Linked DNA regions of Mus musculus: region 1 is linked to region 2. A link is a contact called in public Hi-C data. All regions are on one chromosome and are shown on one strand. The core of a region is the stretch at or near the end of the contact, and the rest is flanking DNA. Distances in the headings are between cores, read along the strand shown. Region 1 holds the start of Fam214a (family with sequence similarity 214, member A). Region 2 has its middle 43 kb from the start of Fam214a.

What was found. A called contact is a pair of places that touch in the nucleus more often than the background predicts.
Region 1: a contact with region 2 is called in a Hi-C map of Sertoli cells, with 6 times the contacts expected there. The contact joins the promoter of Fam214a here to the enhancer-like site in region 2. A contact is called at or near these places in 18 of 39 promoter capture datasets (the 3T3-L1 cell line, 3T3-L1-derived adipocytes, the C10 cell line and 11 more), 5 of 15 datasets of contacts at CTCF or cohesin (the NIH/3T3 cell line, embryonic stem cells, large pre-B cells and 1 more), 137 of 484 Hi-C or Micro-C datasets (2-cell embryo, 3T3-L1-derived adipocytes, 8-cell embryo and 77 more), 31 of 115 datasets of contacts at active chromatin or transcription factors (the 230-238 cell line, the SCID.adh cell line, astrocytes and 20 more) and 5 of 9 other capture datasets (adipose tissue, bone marrow-derived macrophages, embryonic stem cells and 2 more).

Annotation. Positions count from the first base shown.
Region 1 is chr9:74,950,646-74,956,219 of GRCm38.p6, reverse strand. It overlaps Fam214a (family with sequence similarity 214, member A), which reads right to left and starts at 3,167. Exons shown (of 13, transcript NM_001113283.1): 1 at 2,942-3,167; 2 at 2,390-2,506. The coding sequence starts at 2,405.
Region 2 is chr9:74,907,222-74,912,790 of GRCm38.p6, reverse strand. No RefSeq gene overlaps it. Among named protein-coding and RNA genes, the nearest start is that of Fam214a, 43 kb to the left of the region's middle. Within about 2 kb of position 3,365, at least 81 of the 459 cell types and tissues checked have an H3K27ac peak or open chromatin away from gene starts, as enhancers often do. A contact at or near this core is called in 8-cell embryo, the AML12 cell line, the AtT-20 cell line and 16 more, where this site is marked.

The DNA.
Region 1 (5,574 bases), core at 1,918-4,417, 44 kb before region 2:
TCTCTTTCTTTTTACTAGAATAAAAGGCAGCACTTGCCCAATGGAGGCAAGAGAATCAGGAGTTCAATGCCTCAGCTACAAAGCAAGCCTGGGCTAAAGAAAGCCATACTAGAGCATGCTGTACATAGTAATGGAAAAAAAAAATCTGTGAAAAACTTACTTTAGTGTTTCTGTAGTAGTTTAAGTAAGAATTTGTAATTATTCTGAATCTTGTTTCCCCTCCCCCCAAAATATCCATGAACCAGACAGTTAATGCTTTTATGGGATAAAAGCTCAACCCTGGCCTTGGGATCACTCCACTTCTCCCTGAGAACGATAAAGGGGGTTAAGAAACTCACTCCCCTGGGAATCTTGACAAGTGGGTTATTTTCCTTACTAACTTGGATCCATCTATGACTAAACCTTGTATTGCTTAGTTACAGTCCCACCTGAGATAAAACAACTTGTCTAGAGTCTCTGCTGTAAATGCTAGTTTTTCCACTACTGCGGCTTTAAAGCGACTTTTTAACAATAATCCAAGACAAACAGTGACTTTGATTTCATTTGCTTGTTTATTCTGAGATGCAGCTTCTGACCTCGGAGCTAGTTTTTCCAGTCACTGATGTAATCTAAAAATCTAAACTTAGCATGGTCCACAGCAGTCCTCTCAGGAGCGATGCACTCGATGACACTTCAGCAGGCATTAACCACAAACCTATTTTACTTAACAGTAAAGCATTCAAGACTAATTTGAAGTCTGAAATTAAATATAGCTGTCTCCTACTCCTCCCTAGTATATTTTAATAGCTATTATGACCAAAAGCTGTATTGTTCTAGACAAGTTGTATTTCTAATCACTTTGAAATATATATGTATAATATGCATATATATGAAAATAACAATTTTCATATATATATATTTGCATAGGTTCTTGTAAATCCACCTCGGTGGATAAATCACTATTTCCAATCCTGAAACCCCAGATTTGGATGAGTGCTGTTGTCTAGTCCTTCCTTCCAAACGCGCCAATACCTGCTGTACAATTCCTTGGAATCAAACTCACATCAAAGAAGTCCTCACTCCTAAACCACTACCATATCAAACAGCCCTCAGAGCTGTCCTTATTCTTAATCAGAAGTTGATGAACACGTTCTTTTGATGTCCTTGAAAAGCAAAATGAGGCTGGCGTGGTGCTGTATGCCTGTAATCTCTGCACCTAGGAGACTGAGGCGGGGGGATCCTAGCTGTAGGCTAGACTGGGGTAGTAGTGACACCCTTTTATTCTTTTCAAGATATTTCTTATTTATTTTAAAAATATTTAGTTATTGGGTCTCTGTGTACACTGTGTGCAAATGTGCATGGGCTGAGGTCAGAGGTCAACTTTCAGCAGTCGATTCTCTCGGATCTTGTAGGTTCTAGGGTTCGAACTCAGATCAGGCTTGGTGGCACCTTTACCCACTGAGCCATCTCCTGGGCTTGTGACAACCTTTGTTTTTCAATCAAAACACATGCCAGGGTTGGGAGAGGAATAAGATATGTACATTCTTCTCTAAGTCTTGAAAATATGGGCTTAGAACCGGGCTTAACAGCCCGAGGCTTTGATCACTGCACTTGGGAGTCAGAGGCAGACAGATCTGTGTGTTCAAGGTCAGTCTTGACTACAAACAGAACTCCAGGACAGCCAAGGCTACAAAGAGCCTCAGGGTTTAGATCTGAAACCTGTAGAAAATACAGATTTAGAATGAAAAGTTGGGCCCTAGTTGTCTATAACAGACTCAAGCTGGGGAACTCTGAAAACAATTGGAATTCCCTTAGAGCATAAAACTAATGAGGGGCCACAGTGGTACATTGCCTGTAATGCTGCTTTTCAGGTGAAGGCAAAAGGATCCTTAGGGACTTCTGGGCCTACCTGGGTTACATGGTAAGACCTGTGCCAGCCTAGACAACTTGACAAAACCCTATCTATAAAACAAACAACAAACAAACAAAACACACCAAAAAAACCCCAAACAAACAGCGAATGAAATGCAAATGGCTACAAATATTACTTTTTATCAAGTTCAAACTCAAGTTTCAAAAGTTGACAAACTTTTCTGAAGTTGGATTGACTTCACCTAAAAAAATTGAAGAACTGCAACTAAAAAGGATACTAAGCCTGTGGCCACTAACAAACACTTCCTTTGACCCCTTCATCCTGCTAAACACTCTCTAAGAACAGGTCCTTCCCATCTGACTTTAACCACCTACTCCATAAGTCCATCTTTTTTTTCCCCTCAGCGTCTGGTATCTTCAGAGAGACAGTTCGTCACGTCTGACACAGGAATGGTTGATCCTGCGGAAAATTAGGTTAACACCGAAGGAGACAGAGAAACAAAACACAACTCAAGCTCTACTTAAATAAATCATTTACCTCGGTCTGGCTTCATTTTGGCATCCAATTTCCACCCAAAGTGCTGTAAAACACAGGTGTGGGTTCTTCCAACCGGCACACGGCTGACTCAACGGCTTCTGCTTCGTTTTCCAAACGCTAAGAGAGCAAAATAAACATAAAAAAAAAAAAATAAGAAAGAAAAAGAAAGACGGGTCTTAATTCCCCCGGATCTTGCAAGAAAACTACTAAGTTGGGCCTCTTCCTGGTGCAGACCTGCGGTGACAGAACCCTGGGCAGGTCTGAAGGAAAGGCGAAAAAAAGCAGCTCAAGTCTGCGCACCGCCTCCCCCGGCGTCCTCGGGCCTAGCACCCCTGTTCCCCGCCCCTGGGCTCTCCAGGCCAAGGTGTCCTCCTCTGACACAGCGTCTCGGAAGCACCAGCAGGATCTATTTATGCCCTGGAGGTACAGGCACAGAGGAGGAAGAGTCGGGCCACAGGAGCTAAGGCAGCCCTCGGTCCAGTAGCCTCTGGGCACCGAGGCACCCCCGCAGGGGCTCGGGCGCAGCAGCCCCCGCAGCCCCCCGGGCCTCACCTGCGGGGGATCCCCTCTGGCTAGCCCCTCCGAGGCTTCAGTAGCCGGGTTCCAGCCGGAGCCGGTCAGCAGCAGAGTCTGGGCATGTCCTCAGCCGCGCCGACCCACGCGTGGCTCAACCCACCCGGGAACGGCTCCCATGGCCCGCCCGCTCGCCGCCCTCCGGGACCCCTCGCTCCTCCTCCCGGCACTGCTCTCTGCGGCCGCCCGGCCGCTCACATCACACTCCGTGCTCCGAGCCACGCCTCCCCGAGCGCAGCGCGCATCTACCCCGCGGCCGCCGAGACGCCGAGACGCCGAGACGCTGCGCCCGCGCATCCACCGTCCCCGCTGCCTGCCCGCCTCGCTCGCTCGCTCTTTACTCTTTCTCTCACTGTTTGCCCTGTCAAAACACTACCCTGGTCACGTGTCCCAACAACAGCCAACCCACTCTCGTCACTTCCTCCGCTGAGGCTGCGCGCGCCGGTTGTTATGGCAACGCCGCCGCGCGTCCTGGAGTTGGAGATTGGGGACCGGTCTTCCCGGATAAGGGTCTCAGAGGACCCAGGGACCCGCAGGGACTGCCTGCACCGCGCGCCTAAGCAGCCAAGGAACTGCGCTCCGGGTGCATTGGGGTCACCTGGGAGATGTCAACCTAGGGCTTACCCCAGACGGGAAGATAATTATAGTTTCTACTCCTCCACAGGGATGCTGGCCTGGCGCAAAAGAACTGGGAATCCAGCCTTAAATGCATGCAATTTCCCAATGGAATCCGTGTTTGATGTGGCCAGGACAGGAAGGTGGGGAGCCATACCTTCCAGAGAAGGGTACTTGGAAACCAAGGAAGGCCTGTTCCCACTGCACCCCTAGATTTTCTGCATCTCTAGGACTTAAGAACCCAAGCTTCAGAAGCACTGGATGAGCTAAAAATAGCTTGTAACTTCTAGAGCACTGACTCACCGCCAAGCGGACACTTCTGACACCATGTTATTGTTGGGGAGCTGTAATTTTCTTGTTGTGCTATAACAATGTGACACGATGACACGGCGTGTTCTGATGTTGTGTCATCATTTAAACACAAACAGATGTCAAGAATTGCTGTAGCTAAAAAAAGCAACAAGGGTTGCAGCTATTAGCCACTCAGTTTATAGGCAAACCCAAATGAAGAAGTACAAAATTGCAAGGGTCTAGTTTCATTGGGAAAAAAACATGCTTTTTTAAGAACCTTTTTTTTTTCTTTTTGCATATGAGAATCACAACAGGAAGGACTAAGATCATCTGTGGTCGACTCTCTCTATAGTTTTCCGTTTCTACATTTTTAGAGGGTTATTTTTTTAACCCACAGTTTTTGTAAAGCACAAGATTGGCAATTTTATTTATTGTTGTTGATGATGATGATGATAATGTAAAGATTTTATTTTTCATGTATGTGTGAGGCTTGGACTACTGATCAGTGGTAAAGTGCTTGCCTAGCATGCACAAGACCCTAAAAATAAAATAACGGTACTTATATGTATGGGTAGTTGTGTGTTTATCTGTGTACTACATGCATGCAGTTCATCTAAAAGCCAGAAGAGGGCGTCGGATCTCCTGGCACTAGAGTTGTAAGCTGGGGACAGAATACAGGTCCTCTACAAACTCTTTTCACTGCAGAGCCATCTCTCCAGCCATGGTCATTGTCATTATCATTATCATCACTTGTTTGCTTCAGATCAAATATATGAAATTTAGGTTGTGAAAAGGTGATATTTTCTAGATGATTAGACATGTACAATAAAATAAAGTATACAACTGAAGTTATTAACTTTAGCTCCAAAGCTAGTTTGAGCAAACGAATACTATAGTCACTGGGATGTTCTGGCAGTGGGAAGTAGGCCTTTGGACAATGGGAAGACTTTGTTGATATAGTGATGGCTACAAACATTAACTCCTGGTAGACTTCCCATGGGTACTATTTAATAAGGTCTTATGTGGTTTAAAAACGGGGCAAAAGTTTGATTTGTTTTGAGATCACTTCCTGGTTAACCTTGGTAATGGAAGATATACAGAACAGTCATAGATAGTCCGCAATACTTAATTTAGCACAACATCTGGAGTCAGACAACAGCTATTGTAGAATATGTAGAATGTTGTGGAATATAGATGAAGACACAACAAGAGGTGTGACCCATCACCCCCTATCCCAGGCTTATTTTGTTAGACATATAAAGAACAGAAAAAATGGGCTGACAAAATGGCTTAGGTGGTAAAATGTGCTTGCTGCCAAACCTAGAGGTCTGAGTTCAACCAACCCAGCTCTAGGCCTACATGGTGGAAGAAAAGACTGACTCCCCCAAGTTGTTCTCTGGCCTACACACACACACACACACACACACACACACCCTTCACAATAATAAATATAATTACATGCAGAAATAGAACACATTCAGAGAATACTTGTAATCCTAGCATTCTGGGGTTGAGACAGGAGGATTGTTGTAAGTTTGTTCCTAGCCTTAACCACCCTGAACCACACAATGAATTCCAGGTCAACCAAGGCCACAGAGTGAGATTCTAGGTTTTTTGGTTTGGTTTGGTTTTGTGCTTTGTTTTTCAAGAGAGGATCTCACTGTGTAGTTCTGACTGTCCTGGAACCTCCTTTGTAGACCTGGCAA
Region 2 (5,569 bases), core at 2,116-4,615:
TAGTTGAGCCTGGAGGGCAACAGGTGTTCAGACCTTGCAGTCGCTCCCAGGATGGCGACTTGGTCTGAAGATGAATTCTGATTTTTTAAAAGTGCTAAGACCAGGGGCTGGGGGTGGAGCTCAGTTGGTAGCGCCTCGCCTGCACAAAACCCTTGGCTCAATCAATTCTCAGTGCGGCCTAACCAGGGGTGGTGATACCTGGTTAGAATCCCAGCCCTTGAGAGGTAAAGGCAGGTGGATTCCAAAGTTCAAGGTTACCCTTGACTACACAGAGAGTTCAAGTCAGCCTCCATAAGATACTCCCTCTCTTTCATATATATATATATATATATATATATATTGGTTGTGAGTCAATATACTATGTATATATTATATGATATATATTTTATATAGTAATGATATTTAAAATTGTATATAAATATTGCATAAACTTTAAAATAAAAGCCAAAGTAGCTGAACTCTGTTATGGGTTCTGACAAATGAGTCACTTCATGCTGTTGAAGGAATGAACAGGGGACCTAAGTGACAGATTCAAAGGTTCAGTAGCCATGTAGCCTCTGGTCATAGGAGTCCTATGACTTTGGGCTGCATTTCTAACAAGCTATCAGATAAAACACAGCTGGGGAGAAGGCTGAGTAGGCAGGAAGCCGGGGGAGTGGGCAGACAGGAATGGAGTCATAAAGAAGGCAGCCAGCCTGTGGCTGAGAGGACTTGGGAATCTGGAAACAGCTCTCCTCCCCTCCAGCCTGAGGGGCTTCCTGGAGGGTACTGAGAATGGACAGACACTAGCTCTCATACAGAAGCCAGCCCTCAGCTTGTCCCGTCTGAAAGATTTCTGAGGGCTCAGCTTGTTCTTAGACCAGTGGTGAACTCCAAACATAATTCATTGCTGAAAAAATATGACTCTTTTGTTTGTTTTCCAAGACAGGGTTTCTCTGTGCGGTAGCCACAGCTTGGCCTTGAATCCCCAGAGATCCGCTTGCCTCTGTTTCCTGAGTGCTGGGATTAAAGGTGTGTACCATCACGCCCGGCTTGATTTAGACTCTTGAATAGGGTGTTTTCTGAAAGGCCTTTAACAGGCAGAGTGTGGTGGCACAGGCCTGAAACTTCAGCTAGGGGAGAGGTGGAGGCAGAAGGAGTTAAGATCTCAGGGCAGCAGCCAGGGCTACATCGAAAGAGCCAGGGCCTGGACTGGCAGAGCAGTTAGGTTCCCAACACCCAAGCCACATGGCTCACAGCCATGTTAACTCCAGCTCCAGGGGATCCAATGATCTCTTCTGGTCTCTGTTGGCATCTGCATGCCACACACACACACACACACACACACACACACACACACACACAGAGAGAGAGAGAGAGAGAGAGAGAGAGGGAGAGAAAGAGAGCACTGCGAGTTAAAAGGTCATATCATGTTGTAATCAGAATTAGTTTTATGATTATTTCTTTTGAACCAAAGCCATTCCCTGCTTTTCTCTTAAGGGTAAATACAATGACCACTAACTGGGAAGAAACTAGCATGATGTCCTAGTCCCGCACACAGGCTGAGGGAGGTTTGTGGAGATAGCATACTTGCTTGATATTTTTGTACCAAATCTGAGGGTGGTGGGTCACACCTACAATCCCAGCTACTCTGGAGGCTAGGGCTGGGAAGAGCATCTTAGTTCAGGAGTTCAAGGCCAGCCTAGGCAACACAGTGAGACCCTGTCTCAAAGGAAAAAGACAATGTTAAGTCATTATTCTTTCACTTTCTGTGGTTTGTTTGTTTTTAGATTTATTTATTTTATGTATGTGAGTACACCGTAGCTGTCTTCAGACACACCAGAAGAGGGCATCAGATCCCATTACAGATGGTTGTGAGCTACCATGTGGTTGCTGGGAATTGAACTCAGGACCTCTAGAAGAGCAGCCAGTGAGTGCTCTTAACCACTGAGCCATGTCTCTGGACCAACACTCTCTGTTTTTTGAGACAAGGTCTCATGTAGGCCAGGCTGGCCTCCAGTTCACTATGTAGCCAAGACTGGCCTTGAATTCCTGGTCCTCCTGCCTCCATCTCCTAAATGCTAGGATTATAGGCTTGTGCCACCCTGCCCCGATTCTTCACTCTGCCTTGGGAAGAAAAACCACCCTCCCCCAATTTCCAGAGATCATTTGTGTGTAGTACACCTGCTTCCGAATACGCCCATTGTACTGCAATGGGATCAATTTCCTGTTGAATTGGTTTGTCCCAGACACGTGCCAGCCAGCCTTATGACTAATGCACACCTTAAGAAGCCCTAAATAGCTGACCTGCCATTCTGGTTTTTGGTAATAGGCCTATATATATCTGGTATCTCTTCCTCATCGAGCTGAGGCAGCTGATATGGAGGTAACTTTCCTGTTCCTTTCCTACAGGGACATGAATGAGGTTAGCTGCCCCAACTCTACTTCTGTGTCAGAAACAAGTTAAAGGAAGTATCTCCAGGACTCCCAGGGGGCTGAGGATATAATAGCTCAATTGGTAGAGTATTTGCCAGCTTGCACAAAACCTCGGGTTTAGTCTCTAGAGGTGAAGGCAGGAAGGTCAATGCCATTCTTGGTCAGTTAGTGAGTTCAAGGCCAGCTTGGTTGAGAAGAGACCATTTCCTAAAACACACACACACACACACACACACACACACACACACACACACACACACACACACAGAGAGAGAGAGAGAGAGAGAGAGAGAGAGTGAGTCAGAGAGAAAGAGAGAGAGACAGAGAGACAGAGGTGTAGCAATTTTAGAGGCCAGGAGAGGGCACCGAACCCTCTGAAGCTGGAGCCACAGGAGGTTGTGAGCACCCAGATGTGGGGGAAAGAAACTGAACCCCTTTGGAAGACCAGCAAGTGCTCTTAACTCCTGAGCCATCTCTCCAGCCCTTTCGGCGGATTCTTTGAGACGAGGCTGTTCACCAAACCTGGAGCTCACGGATAGGCTGAAGTAGGTGGTTAGCAAGCAAGCCCCCAAAGAGCCTACTCTTTCTGCTTGGCCAGCCCTGGGATTTATACGCATGGGCCACCTCGTTGGCTTTTTGTGAGAGATCCAAACGCAGGTCCTCATGCTGGCAGGACAAGCACCTTGCTCACAGTCACCCCCAAGGTCACAAGCAAAGATGTTCTACAGGCGTTCAGGCACACGCACAGCGCCTGCCCGCCCGCCCGCTGGCATTGCCCTTGCCTTTTAGCTGACGTGAGTACGTCCCAAGTGTCCCTGCACCTGCCTCCACCCCCTTTATTTATTTGTTTGCTTTCGAAGCTTCGTTTGGTCGGAAGATCCTTGTGCTTGGGGACTCCGGCATTGCCCGGTTCCCTGCTCACCCTGCAGCACTCAGAGGCTGGCTGGGCTCCAGGATGAGTCAGAGGCTCGTGCCCCACACACTGGAAAACAAAGGGGGTTTCCAGCCTTTGTATTCCAAGGTGCTGAGCTTCGGTGGCGTGAGCAGGTCACTAAGGTGATGTGTATTAGATACAAGCTCACAGAACAGAGTGTTTGCTCCCTAAAACCTGGGCAAATGTTTCCAACTGGGTTCATAATAAGCTTCAGGTTCAATTAGAGGCTATTGAGGCCATGTGTGTGGCTCAGTGGCAGAGCGTGTGCTCAGCGTGTACACGGTCCTGGGTTTTGTCCCCAGCACCACCCAAAGAGGAAAGGCATTCATAGCTGTTGAAGACCTGGAGAATCCGGCCTCACCTATCTTTGTTCTCTCCCATCTGGATCTGTCACAGGTTTGTGGTCACCAGAAAGGTTGGCCCAGGAGCATACTAAGAGTAGAGTTAAGGCTGAGGGTCAAAAAGTAGACCCTAAGGCTGGGGCTGTAGCTCACAGCAGACTAGTATCTTAGCATGTGTTTCAATCTCCAGTACTAAAAAAAAAAAAAAAAAGGTTCATGAGCACACCTCCTAACACAGGCACACATACACAAATACACACACACACACACACACACACAGAGACACTCAAGCAGACACACACACAAAAGCAGACACACACAGACAAATACACACACAAAAGCAGACACACACAGACAAATACACACACACAAGCAGGTACACACAGAGACACACAAGCAGACAGACACACAAATATCTACACAGACACACACATACAGACACACACATACACACAAGCAGTTCCAAGAAGACAGAAACATAGACACAAGTAGGCAGACACACACATAAGTAGATAGTCACACACACACAAACAGACTGACAGACAGGTAAGTAGGCAGATATAGATACACACACAGACACATAGATATAAGCAGACACAAGTAGATGGACACACATACACAACAGACTGACAGGCAGGCAGACAGGCAAGCAGGCATGACACACATACACACACACACACACACACACACACACACACACAGAGAGAGAAAGAGAGAGAGCTGAGTCAAAGAAAAAGCAGGAGGACACTTGGTGATGGCTTTAAATATCCTGGTAGCTTTTGTATAGATTTCTCCCAAATTGCCATATTCTACACACAGTTACAAGTAGCCCCCTCTCTGTGTGACACAGAGTGGGATCTGTGTTTCCCAGGAGGAAGATGAATGTAGTCTCACTGAGCAGTATATGCATGCGTGACACTCTATGTGACTTAGGTGTTCATCATTTACAGAAGTCAACTCTTCTGTGTAGCACTTTTTCTTAGAGTGGCTGAGGATGAGGCTTCGTCACTAGAAACCAGGAGTAACAAGCACACCTGTAATCCTAGCTCTCAGGAGGTGGAGGCAGGAGGATCAGACATTCAAGTTCAACCTTGGCTGTATGGTGAGTTTCCCCAGCGTGGGGTAATAAGATCCTGTCTAAAAGCTTAAAATCCTAACACCTCAGAATATTTAATCTGGATACGGAGATACAACTTCCAGCTTGCAGAAAATCAGTAGAAAAAGTGCTGGACACAACCAAGTGACCTGGCATCCTTTGGGACAGGTGACCCCGTCTTCAAGGAGTCAGAACATGACTAAGAGGAGTTTAGTGGCTTGAGAAAGACATGAAGGTTTCAGGTCTATAAAAAGCAGGCACATTGTATGGTCTTATACTGGATACTACTTCCCACAATCTCACTATAAAGAGCATTTTTAGGGACAATTTGGGAAATTTTAACATTTACTGCAAATTATATAGTATCGAGGATATAAATGCACAAGTTAATTTGGTTAACTATGAAAGATGTTATTTCGACTCCAGAAACGTGTTTTTATTTTTATTTTTTAAAATGTGAACCGAGTTTAAAAACCAACTTTCTCTCCCTTTCCCTGGAATTTTCAGCCTTTAAAAGGAAGGCGACAAGACCAGGGTACGCGTGGCTGTGCTGCAGTTTTATTCTTGTTCTGGCGACCTGAAAGCAGGTGTTAATAGTCACAAGTGGGGCCAGATTCATGGGGAGAAAAGAAGAGCAAACTAAAGTGTTTGTGGACGGACACACACACACACACACACACACACACACACACACAGCTCTCCTGTGCTGCCTCTGTGAGTGGCTGAGTTCTGCTCAGTCGGCTGGCTAGTGTAGGCAGGACCTGTGTTACAGGAGGCTTCTTG